Regions from separate parts of the Zea mays genome. Here region 2 is linked to region 1. The links are chromatin contacts, called in public Hi-C maps. All regions are on one chromosome and are shown on one strand. The core of a region is the stretch at or near the end of the contact, and the rest is flanking DNA. Distances in the headings are between cores, read along the strand shown.

Region 1 (6,435 bases), core at 1,878-4,377:
CATAGATGAAAAAATATGTGAGGCGTATGCAACCAGTTACAAAGCATCAATGCTTTTTCAAGGATTCATTGAAGTTATACAAAATTAGAAGGTTTGGCACCTCAGGGAGGGCGATTCTGTGAGAAGGGGAAGAACTGCTCCTGGAGCTCCTACCCTACTCATGCTCAAGACCTGAGTGAAACCGGGTAAAAGTTAAAAATGTTAATCTATGATGATTTACCATTAGGCAGGAGGAAGCAAATTCTAAATTATCATCTTATGTCCAAGTGAATAGAAACAAAGAGGGTGTCTCTATCCAAATGAACAAAAATAAATGACATATCAAGAAAAACCCAGACACCTGGAGCACATTTACACAAAAAGTTGGTACTAACCTACAGAATATACTTAACACTACATGATAAACAAAAATAACGATCTCTTTTATTAAAGCCATCTAGTTCCATGCAATGAAATAAAATTAGAATTGATCTTGTGTGATATCTAGCAACAGCCAAAGATAGTGTTTAAGTGGCACAGACTGCATCAGCACACTGTTAGAAACAAGTTCCTCATATGCATACAATTACATCAAGGAGGGACCTCATAGTATATTACTGTTTGTGGTCCATATGGCAAAATGAGATGAACATAAAGGAAAAAGAATCATCAGACAGCAAGCTTACATAGCTAGGATTGTAGCAGGGAAGCAATACCAAGCAAAACACAAGCCCAAAAGAGAAGATACAATTAGAAACAGTATTATTTCACTTAGTATCCACCAAAATAGACCCACGAGCAAGGGAACTTGAAATAGCAATCAAAAAGTTGCTATTAAAGTCATATTGCAATATTCTTAGGAAAAATGTGGAGGAATTTCATACCAAAAGCAGTTATGCATTTCTGAAACAAACTGGACACTTTTGCAACAATATAGAATCGTATGAGCTATCATAACACAAATTTGGTACTTTGCAACTACCCCATCACATCACTTAATACCTAGCTTCCTGAATCAAACTGGGATAATCGTCAATTCTACAAAAATGGTATGATAATTTATATGCAAAGCAAACAAGATCAAGTATAGACAAAACTGACCTAGTGCTGGACCAGATGACGAGCGCAAACAGATCCAGTGATTCCCATGGGTGGCCATTCTCGCCTTACTTAGAGACCATTGTCACCTAGGACACGATGTTTTGTTCCAGCATTTAATCAAGCACTCGTTAAGCATATATTGATCTGATGTGTGTTTCTTCTATGCAGCCAATCCCCACCTAGTCAGGCACGAAACCGTGGAGGCAGATTTCGTGCTCATGGCCCGTGCTGCCCTGCGGCTTACCGTGCACGCCGCCGCTCACCTGCTGTTGGATGCACACGCTCTAAGCTCGTGCGCCACGGTGGCGCCCAAGACCCTGCTATCCGATCCAACAATCGACAGCTCCATGCTGTCCCTGCGATCGTCCAGGATCAGGTCCCCATGTTCCTCTCCTTGCGCATGGAGCTACGGCTGGCGGGGCACGGTGAAGCAAATGTGGACGCCCACAAGCAGAGCAGCGGGGCGCACCGGGCCACATGGGGCTGATCTCGGAGAACTATCCCGGGATGACGGCGGAGATCCTTATAGAATGGGACGGCGAGGGAATACGGGAAGGAAGGCGGTGCGGTGGATCTCGTCGCCGGCGAGATGAGGCTAGTAGATAGATGAAGAAGACATGGTGGCATCGACAGCGACCTCACCTGGGTCAAGTGTCGTGGCGCCGACGCAGGTGCACCTCTGCGTCCGACGTGGGATGCCACCTCTCCGGTGAAGGGGGCGGCCGCTCTGTGGCCCGAGTTAGGCTAGGGGCAGTTGGGAGGGGTGGAGCGAGAGAGGAGGGAGAGGGGAGCCAGCGAGGCGGGCGGGCCATCGATAATGGCGGACGGGCCATCGATAGTAGGTGAGAGCGGTGGTGAATGGCGCGGTCAATCCGGTATTGAAGAGGGCAAGGGAGAGGGATCCGGTGGGCGCCATGGATCTGCCATGCCGGATCCGGTGGGGAAGGTGGGAAGGGCGCGGTCTCCGGCACCATACCGAGGGATCTGGGGTTGAATTCGTTGGGCGGCATGGATGGGGCGGGCGTTGGTGACGGCTGCGGGGACGGGGCTGGTGACGGCTGCGAGATTGGCGGGGGATCCGGTGTTGAATACGTTGGGCGCCATGGATGGGGCGGGCGCTGGTGACAGCTGCGAGATTGGCGGAGGGCGGGGGCACGGTATGCTCTGTGGACGCCCTCACTGCGTTCTTAAGGTGTAGTAGAGATTTCAAACATCACTACTCTAATTAGAAACCCATTTAAATATTCAATATTTATTACTCATTTTCTTTAGTAGAGGCTAATATATAAACAAGAGTTACTTTACTTTAATTGTTTTTAAAGCATTTCTAATTTCATAGTTCATGAGAGAAATTGCTTCACTTTGGCAATTAGATTGAAGGGCTTTTAATTATTATGTTTTTAATCCTTTGTATAAACTTTTATAAATCCCAAATAAGATTTTAGGTGCTACATTTGAGGTAAAAAATCATGGCCTATACCCAACCCGTGTTAGTCCGTCGTATTGGTCGGGTTTTTTCCCCTAGATGAGTAGGGTTAGGTTAGTCGAGTCATGTGGCCATACTTAGGTCTAGCGGCGCCGCCGGCGCGACACGATCACATGGCAAACAAACAACTCGAATAGGCGGATACACCCACAACGACACGCGAGGACACGGGCGGGAGGCCTGGCTTCATCGCTTCGCTGTAGTGGCGGCCCTGAGGGTGGGGCAGAGAGGCGACTGCCCAGGCCCTGAGTTCATAGGGCTTGACCCTAAATATATACTTATATCAACCAGACTTTAATGTATAGTCTAATAGTTTAGGGACCAAATGTTGAACAGTTGACAACTAGAATGTATATATAGCTCGATGGTATTTAAACATGTTAGAGGACATTTTAAAGATAATATTATAATATATATCTAATTATCTATCTATTTATTATGTGATTTAAATATTTCTGGGTCTATATATATGGATAACGTATATATAAAAATAATTAAAAAAATCTATATTTTAAATCTTGTCCCGGGTGCTAAAATCTTAGGACCGCCCTCTTCGCTGCACCCAATCCCTTGTCCTGTCCTCGAACCGTCCGCCGCCGCGTTCAACATGGGCGACCCGCCGACGCTCAAGAGGCCCAAGCTCGAGAAGGCCGACGACGACTCCACCTACTGCCCCCGCCCGTCCTCCAATGGCGCCGCGCCCGTACGCACACCAGGCGCCACCGCCGCCATAGGGGCGGCGCCGGGTGACGACGTGGAGGAGGAGGATGACATCGCGGAGGAGGCGGTCATCGCCCTGATCGCGCACCGCGAGCGCGACGTCGAGCGCTGCAAGCTCAAGTTGCTCCACTACCAGTCTCTCGTACGCCCTCACCTCCCCTTTATGACATGACGATGAATCGATGATGATAAAGATCGATCTTGGTTGGGCAACTCAAATAAACTCCCGATGGTCGCCGCAGCTGGACACCGCGGAGATGAAGCTGGAGGAGGCGCACTCGAGGCTCGCCAGGTTCCGAGATCGCAAGCCGCCGCCAACTCGGTCGGAACCCAAGCCACCGACGCCGCCAATCCAGAGGGAACACAAGCCATCCCCGCCGCCGATCCAGAGGGATCTCAAGCCATCGCCGCAGCCGCTAATCCAGAAGGCTCCTTCGCCCGCGCCGCAGCCGTCGGCGAGGCCGCAGCTTGTCATCCCTGGGACCAGCAACCGACCGACCCCGCGCCCTGAGCCCATGCCTGGGTTGAAGAGGGCCGCCGCCCCGTCATCGTCTTCATCACCGGCGCCACCAGAGCGGTCAAGGAAAGAGGAGAAGAAGCCCAAGATAAAGATGGGTACTTACTGAATATTTACTCAAGATCCCCTGAGTAGTAGTTGTCTTGACCGTGGTTTGATCATTATTGATGTTTGATGTGCTATGCATCCCTCAGCTGTGCTTATCTGGTTTTGCAGAACAGAAGGAGCATCAGAACTTGATTCCGAGTGTTGGGAAATCATCTGCGACTGTGCTTAGATTTCAAGGCGGAAATTTGGTCTCGAGCCAACACAGGAGGAAGCTTAGGTGTCTTGAGCTATGCCCTGCTAATGATCAGCTTGTTGTTACCAGGTACGATTTATGGGATATAACTAATACTAGTAAATAGGCACCATGAATGTACCAACTGTAAGGAAAAAAAGAGCATGTCATGCACATTGAGGAGCACAAATGTGTACTTGGTAGTGTTCAGCTTTGGCGTCATTGAAATCATTTCTCCACCTCCAGAATTTTTGGGTGCCTGCATAAATACATAAAAAAAAGTTATGTAATGGCAGTCTACAAGCACCGCTCATAAAGCAAGATTACTTCTAAGTCGACTATTTGCTTGTACTTCTTCCTTAGACAAAATTTTGTGAGCAGCGCTATAGGCTGCTGGTTTATATTTGTAAACTGGGATGACGGACTAAGTTCGCAATCACTGTTCCAATATACGTGCTTAGTCAAATGAATGAATTTTTGTTTGCTTGTTTATCTCAAATTGCATGTGACAAAAGCGATTTAAATTAAACATGATTTGATAAGTTTGTTTAATTTCCAAAACTTTAATCTTATGCTTTCTTGTGATGCAGTGCGCTGGACGGATTGGTTACTTTATGGCAAGTGGAGACTAGAGGGTATGCATAATGTTACTATGAATTGTCAACATATTTTCCTTTTCATTTCCTGCTTTTTTACTTATCTTTTCAATCATATTTAAGAGATATGTTGCTAGTTTCTGTAAAGTTGTAGTGAGATATGAACTAGGTGAAGTGTACGCCCTATGCTACTTGCAAATGATCTCAGCTTAAGTGGTTATGCTTACATGATGATGGAAGAAAGAAAAACTTATATCTATCCTGAAACTTAAATTCATACTTTCTATAAGCCTTAACGAGTGACTCAGCAGTAGTTAATGAGAGTTTTGCTTGACAGATATTGCATTGGTTTTGTAGATTTATGCCAACAGGAGCCTTAGGCAATGCTTTATACTTGAAGCCTCACTCTCAAAATGATCATGTATTGACACTAAGGAGATAATAAATGCATACACGAGGTTGATATCAATTTTTCAGTTAAGACTGAAGTGCCCACCTTAGTATGTCTTACCTTGCCAAGTTCATTCGCACAGAATTATAAAAATCAACTCAATCTGCTTTCTTTTGTTTCTCTTGTCTCTCTTATCGCACTTTGTTGAGATTTTCTTTCATTAGCTCTTTTCTTGTCTGTCTTCTTGCACAACCAAAATGTTGTGATGCTATGGTACAACTCAAAATTCAGCACTTTTCTTGTCCGCTGGTACCCCCAGCAGGATTTTAACTTTGAAACCTTTAGTCGGTTTATTTTTTTTAAAGTTCAGTGCAGTTAGTAGCCAAAAGGGATGTGCCAACAGCCCAACACTTGGGGGATATCATTATGGTCGACAACTTCTTCAGTACATGTTAGTAAAATTTTAGTGTATTGTTTTAATGAAGGCGAACTTGGTATGGGCGCTCACATGATGGTTAATCTTAATACACATTTAACATCAGATAACCTTAACCTTCTGAATCTTGTAGAGTAGTTAGCAATCATGGGACTGGCTAGGCCCAACATGTGAGCCAAGCAGCATGGATGTCCCATCCAAGTCATGCAGCAACAGCTTGATCTTAATCTGCTAGGTTAGTTGCTTTCTTAGTGATTAGTTGCATTAGGAATATCTGTTAGTCGTGACTCGTGAGGCTATTTGAAGGAACCATGTATTCATGAGGAGGTAGGAAAGTATCAACCAATATAGTTCCCCGACTGTATTCTTCTGATCTCAAGCAGCCTACTCCACCTGGCCAGCTTTCCAGTGGATTACCTTGTCATGGCGTCATGGACTGGGAACACGACATTAAGCTTGCTTAAGTCACATGGAAAATGGTTCTGGAAATGGATAAGGTTTTAGTATAGGTACAGCCTTTAGGAAATGTATGCCTTTTAATTTATTATGTGCATGGGTATACCCATGTTTCATGTCATTACTTTTTAAAGGAAGAAGTGCTACGATGCTGCCACATGTTATTTAGCATGTCAATGTTAAGTTTGTACGTCAGTAGTGCAGGCAGTCAGGCACTAAAAAGAATGTAGTTCTCCATGATAGATGTGTTTATTGTCTGAGTACATGGTTGACTTTAAATTTTATCATTTATGTTTGTGGAAGCACACTCCTGCAGACACAATTTGTGTTAGTGAAAAAGGTAAAATTGTTGCACATGCATTTTTTCATTTTTAGCACAATTTGACAATGTAAATTATTATACTTGCAGACCTTCTCTCTCATTTCGTGGCAAAACGGATTTCTTTTCCCCAAAGCATAGATGGCCTGAAGAT
Region 2 (6,435 bases), core at 1,973-4,472, 190 kb after region 1:
CTAGTACTTTGCTCTCACCAGCAAGCAGCTGAACCAAATCTGCTAGTACTTGGCCTGTCACTGACCGACAGCGGTTGAACAGATGCAACCATTCACCATCCATACCAAGTCTGTCTGGTTGGTGCACCTGCCGAAACCCATCCAGATCCTGCGGCTGGACAGACAGACACAATGTTGCGCAAGCCACCTTATATTACAAAAACATGAACCAGAAGCCAAACACAGCGCAGAAGGTAGCAGCACTAAAAAAAAGCATACGCAAAGTCGGTTCAAGGTGACAACAAAAATACACACTCCAACTTTTGGGGGGCCTCACGGCACATTCACCTTAACCATTACACGTAGTGTTACATACAGGCCCCCATCTTTTGGGGACCCCAGGGTATATCCACTCTACTGAGACATGTAGATAGAGATAGCAAAACATACACGCTCCAACTCTCCGTCGGCGCAAGATTTCATGATTTGGTTTGGTTCTTGACGACAACGGCGGACACGTGCACTGACAGGCTCACAGCTTATGTTTGAGGGGGGGCCTTCAAAGTACCAGGTCCCTTTGCTTCCATCCAGGACAGGGAAAACGAGACCGGCAGCAGCTTGCGCTTGAAAAATAAACAACATTGCCAACCACCATCTACAGAACATACAAGGATGATTGATATTTACTAGAACCTCACGAGGCAGCCAACAGCTCAGATGCCTTCCTTCTCGCATAGGTCTAGCAGGGACAGGGTCTGCAAATTTGAATTTCATGAGAAAGAATGATTGACATGACAACTGGACAACAGCATGCAAATGACATGCATGGAATTGCGCAGGAGACACGTCACGAAAGTCACGATTATGCTTTTAAACAAGAGAATATTGTGGTTGGTGCAGAACATAGTGTGCATAGTGACACTAATGGAAGTTGCATTACACAAGGGAGCTTTCATTGTATAATTCATGTGCACAGCAGACTGGATATGCTATATATATACCTCCGCGATGGAGAGCTCGAGGCGAAACTTTGGGCCATCATAGTGGTGCAAAACTGGCCTGAAGGAATCCTCTTCCAACGGCTTGCACAGCTTCCTAACGCGGATCCTCACCTGACATGATGAAGGTGTCAGAGCAAGAAACCAAAGGAGATGAGAAATGCACATAATGACAGATGTTATCAGTACCTGCGCTGGGAATCTAGATTCACCTTTACACTTCTTATCCTCCCATGCAGTGGGATCAATATTAGACCCACCAAAACTGGCAGCCTAAGCAAATTCGTTTGGAAAAAACAAAAAGATAAGAGTTTCTTAAATATGTACCAAAAGTGTGATTGGAATTAAAAACTTCAACAAATTTGCGGAATCAAAGTAAGACTGTTAAGACGTTTTATTAACTAAAATGGTGAATCAGTGGTCTAACAGGAAGGGGTAGCAACAAAAAGCATAGATATAGACGTATACATAGCACACCTACACCGAACTGCAAAATAATACCTTAACAGTTTTGACCAGTACACCAACAGTGCGCAAAACAATACAAAGGATTGGATACAGGCTAAAACCCAACCATTAAAAGACTGCAAGTCATCCACCTACAATGCAATCAAACCACGCCTCTGTGATGCATTTGCTGTAGTAGCTGGATGTTCCTTTTTTTAAAATGTCACCAAACCATTGGTAAGAATGGATGAATCAAAGAGGCATTGCAGGAATAAGGAGATCAGACTATCTTGTCACGGGCACAATTTTTAGCTCAGCCTATCTTACATATGACGAACAAACAACTGTTTAACAATTTCAGAGAGGCTTCGCAGGAATGAGGAAATCAGATAATCACACACCTCAAATACCCCATGAAGCTGGTGAGTGGTGTAGTTATAGAGGAAAAGAGGCAGGCCAGGAGTAATTGCCCGGACTGAATCACGATATCGTGCTGGCAATCCTGCAGAAGAGCAACAGATCTTAAGGCACCATTACCAAATTAGTATATACGCTAGGATCAAAACTGATTTTCCAGAACAGTTACCATTTGATTCCTCAAGGGATATGGCAAGATCCAAAAAAAAAGACATACCAAAAAGCTGCCTCTTGAGGTCCTCCTGCATGGTATCGTTGTTGCAGACAAAGATGTACCCACCAAGGACTTCGTTCTTCGGCAGCATCTCGCTCGTCGGCAACGTCTTGAAGCGCTTGTCAACTGCGGAACTGCCGTTGGCGGTCCCATTGCCGTTGCCTCCGCCGCCGCTGTTGTTGTTGCTGCCGCCACCGCTTTTCCCGCCGGAGTCTTTCCCGTTCGTGCTGCTGGAGTACTTGTTCACCCCGACATTCATCTTGAACGCGTTGACATTGGCGTTGGCGTTGCTCCCCTTGGGGTACATCGGGTTGACGTTGTAGGGCACGCCGCGGAAGGGGAGCTTCATGACTGCGGCAGCGGCGGCCTCGTTCATCTTGAGATCGTTCATCTTGAGGCTGAGGCCGACGTGGTGGTCCATCCTGCCCTCGTCGTGGTGCTGGTAGGACGCCGCCTTGCCCCACTGCTTGGCGTCGGGGGCGGCGTTCATCCTGGCGTAGTCGAGGTCGTTCGTCCTCTCGCCCCTGGACCTGGTGATCTCTGCCAGCTTGGATGTCATGAGCGACCACTGGCGGTCCTCCACCACCTTGGGCTGCCCGCGGAGCTCGTCCCCCAGATGCCACAGGCCGTCCATAGCTCGGTCGATCTGGTACCCCGTCGCAAGAGAAAGAAAGAACCGAGATTAACACGCCTGAGGTCAGTGAAGAGATGACAAGATCCTATTCCTATAGGCTTATACTACAAGGGGATGGATGGATCATAGGGGGGAAAAGACGCTCTTTTCGCATCTTGAGAACAGATCCCCCGGCCGAGCTGGACTCGGTGAAGGGCACGGGCGTAGACATGTACACCCGATGATTTTTCAAGAGCAATCGGAGCGAGTAGAAGGCACAATACATGCACATACACTTGTGATTAGATCGGATCCGAATACCGATGGTAAGTTAGGGTTTAGGTGCTCGGTTTCGCGCAGCTGGAAATGAAGCTGAGGGTGAAGACCAAGGTTAAGAGCATGCGGTGGGCGTACCTAGTGGGGTGCTCGTCGCCGGCGAATGGGCCGGAGATGACCTGGACACCTGGCGTAGGGCGGCAGCGGCGGCAGTCGTGGCCACGAGAGGGAGAGGGGGAGTCGGGGAGAGATGGGAGAAGGGGAGGAGGCAGGTGTCCCGTGTAGGCCCGTTTCTTTATCAAAAGGGTTGGGTATGCAGGCTGGAGGAGAGAGGCCCAGAAATTTCGAGATTTGATGACGCCCAATTCATATGTCCTTTTAGAATTTTGACGGAAACCTCTGCTCTCTCTAAATCCATGTTCAGAGATCTATTCAGATAAACCCCATTCTCATACTGTTAGGGCCCTTCGGCTTCCGAAGACTCAAAAACATGATTTAACAATGTTTCTAGAGTTAAGTACATTAACAGGTATCTTCGGACTCGGATCAGAGCCACAGTATGAAGAAGCACAAAGAACACGAAGGTTGGCGCAGAGCCGAAGCTGTGTAGAAGAGCTTCGGGATAACGGCGGAAAAGGAAACCGACTTAAAGATGAAAAACCAGATTAGACCTCGAAGAATTATCATAGAGTTATTGATAAACGTAAAGGGCATTAATGTAATTTTGCAAGGGCTGCGACCCGTGCCTATAAATAGGTGAACAGTATCCCCGTACTGTTCACGCTGACTTGGCATTCACTTTTGCGCCACAATTGTATTTTCTCTCCTTCAAGCCGAAGGTACATTTGTAATTTATTTTTGTCTACATAAGTAATATAAATAGAAGTATATTAATAATAATAATGTTTACTGAAATCATATTACCTTCTGTATTTTTGTTTGAATATTCTTCATTCTTTACTATAATTATGAAGGTACGTCTTTCATGACCTTCGCCCTCCTAATTATTATATCCGAAGGGAAATAATGATTAAGAGGACGAAGGGCTTTTGATATTTAACATTTCATGTTGCCTTGTTCTTGATCCGAAGCATTTGAGAACAAGTCACCAACATTGGCGCCCACCTCCGGTGAACTCACTTCCATTTTCTGAGCCTTGAACACCTTCGGCAAGCATCACCTTCGTCATGCCGCCGAAAAAAGTTTCAGCAACAGGGGCTGGTACTTTACAGCCGCTGGATCCCAATCAGGACGTCCTTTCTCTTAGAGAGGTCCGAAGCCAGAAGAGGAAAGTCGTTAGTCCAACACCTCCGGAGGATGACTTGGATCAAGAAATCCAAAATCTGGAGATCCTTCAACAACAGGTGCAGCGCAAGAAGGAGAAGATGACTCGTCTAGCCGATCTTCAGAGACAGATAGACGAAGCTTCTGAAGAGGTTCGCCATCTTGTTCAAGATGATCAGAGCCGAAGGCCTCCACGCAGAGAGCTCCATCAGGAAGGCTTCCACAATGAGGACGACTGGTATGAAGATTTCCATCATGGAAACTTTGCTTTCGATGATGCTTCTCCCCTCTCAACAGAATTGCAGGCTACACCATGACCCCAGTCTTACAAGCCACCCTAGTTACCCATGTATGACGGTCATACAGACCCGAAGCAATTCTTGATGAGCTACGAGGCAACCATATCTTCGTATGGTGGCAATACTGCAGTCATGGCAAAATCCTTTGTCATGGCCTTCAAGAGTGTTGCTCAGACCTGGTACTCTTCCCTTCGGCCAGGGACAATCACTTCTTGGCAGAAGTTGAAGGATATGCTGATAACTAGCTTCCAAGGGTTTCAGACGAAGTCAGTCACTGCTCAAGCTTTATTTCAGTGTACCCAGGACCACGAAGAATACCTCCAGGCGTACGTCCGAAGGTTTCTGCGTCTGAGGGCACAAGCGCCAACAGTGCCCAATGAAATTGTCATTGAGGCCATGATTAAAGGGCTTCGGCCGGGGCCTTCAGCGCAGTATTTTGCCAGGAAGCCACCGCAAACATTGGAGAAACTGCTCCAGAAGATGGATGAATACATTCGAGCTGACAATGACTTCCGTCAAAGAAGGGAGGAAGCATTCAGGTTCTCTGAAATGACCAGGGGTTTCGGAGGAAGATTTCACACGAGGCACGTTAGGTCAATTCATAACTTTGTTCAAACTGATGATCGAGGGAGTCAGCAGCAAAGGCCACAATACTCTTCACAAGCTTCGGGCCAGCAGCAAAGTTCTTTTCGGCCGCCAGCGCCAAGGGGCAGAGGCGCCAGGGGCTTCGGGGGAAGGTTTGGAGACCAGCCAAGAAAAATTTATTGCCTATTCTGTGGTGAAGACAAGGGCCATACCACCAGGATGTGCCATGTTATCATCCAGAAACAGAAGGAGATAGCAGAAGCAGCAGCGCAACAAAGTCAGCCGAAGCAGGTCATGCACACTGCTTCGTATCACTCGCCTTATATTCCAGAATACGTAGGCAACCACTCTGCAGCTTCTGTTGCTTCGGCGAGCCAACCCCAAGCATCTTGGCAGCAGCCTCCACCGCCACCGCCGATCCAGCGAGGGCAGCAGCCAGAAGGGAGTCAGCACAGTCATCTTCAGCGGGATTTCAGAGAGGAGTCTGAAGCTCGCACAGTCAACAGCACTGTGCCAGAGTCGAAGCACATTTATTGACAAATATCCTACTTCAACAGCGGTTCTTTCGCATTTTTTACATACAGTATTACCTTTTTGTTAATAAGGAACAATTATGAAGAATTTAAATGTCTTTTATTGAATTTTCAATTCCTTTTAATACTTTCGTCTTTTATCATAATAGAAATATGTTTTTTCTATAGGCTTGAGTTGCCGAAGCATACGAATTTATGCTGATTTGAAGGACCTTTCTATTACCAAAAATTTGATCTAACGAACACAGTACAAATTGTTCGATACAGTAAAAAGTCGTTCCTAAGGGAGCGCAGTGTAAGTTTTCTAAACCTACAGCGAAAAATAAACGCTGATTCCGCTGAAAGTAAAAGGCGAAAAAGCTCCTAAGGGAGGCTTACAGCGAAAAATAAACGCTGATTCCGCTGAAAGTAAAAGGCGAAGAAGCTCCTAAGGGAGGCTTACAGCGAAAAATAAACGCTGATTCCGCTGAAAGTAAAAGGCGAAGAAGCTCCTAAGGGAGGCTTACAGCGAAAAGTCAGCGCTGATATAAAGTGTGTGTGCTTTATTACAGGGATATATATCTACGGCACAAATATCATCTTGCATAACATAACATCATCACATCATTTTGCATAACATAAGCATCATACAACATAGTGCATCTGAAACAAGAAAGGGATACAGTGTTGATCTTCAGAGCATATTTTGGAAAAGAGAAAATCGTGCTAAGGCACAAGACGAATCGAGACGAAGAGTAGCCTCATTGGAGAGGCAACACAAAACTTTTTTATAGCTTCGGAAAATATTTCA

The links. Hi-C and Micro-C count contacts between places; a contact is called where the count stands out from the background.
Region 2: a contact with region 1 is called in a Hi-C map of ear, with 1.9 times the contacts expected there. The contact joins the promoter of LOC100284376 here to the promoter of LOC100273721 in region 1. A contact is called at or near these places in 5 of 25 Hi-C or Micro-C datasets (bundle sheath, ear, leaf mesophyll and 1 more).

Annotation. Positions count from the first base shown.
Region 1 is chr1:305,518,537-305,524,971 of Zm-B73-REFERENCE-NAM-5.0, forward strand. LOC100273721 reads left to right here and starts at 3,128. Exons shown (of 7, transcript NM_001148131.1): 1 at 3,128-3,428; 2 at 3,529-3,901; 3 at 4,020-4,173; 4 at 4,674-4,718; 5 at 6,372-6,435. The coding sequence starts at 3,174. It overlaps LOC103644327 (a long non-coding RNA gene), which reads right to left and starts at 3,004. Exons shown (of 12, transcript XR_004855684.1): 1 at 1,081-3,004; 2 at 101-171.
Region 2 is chr1:305,705,186-305,711,620 of Zm-B73-REFERENCE-NAM-5.0, forward strand. LOC100284376 (gda-1) reads right to left here and starts at 3,223. Exons shown (of 6, transcript NM_001371987.1): 1 at 3,083-3,223; 2 at 2,059-2,701; 3 at 1,826-1,926; 4 at 1,167-1,250; 5 at 981-1,091; 6 at 175-734. The coding sequence starts at 2,689. The coding sequence ends at 693.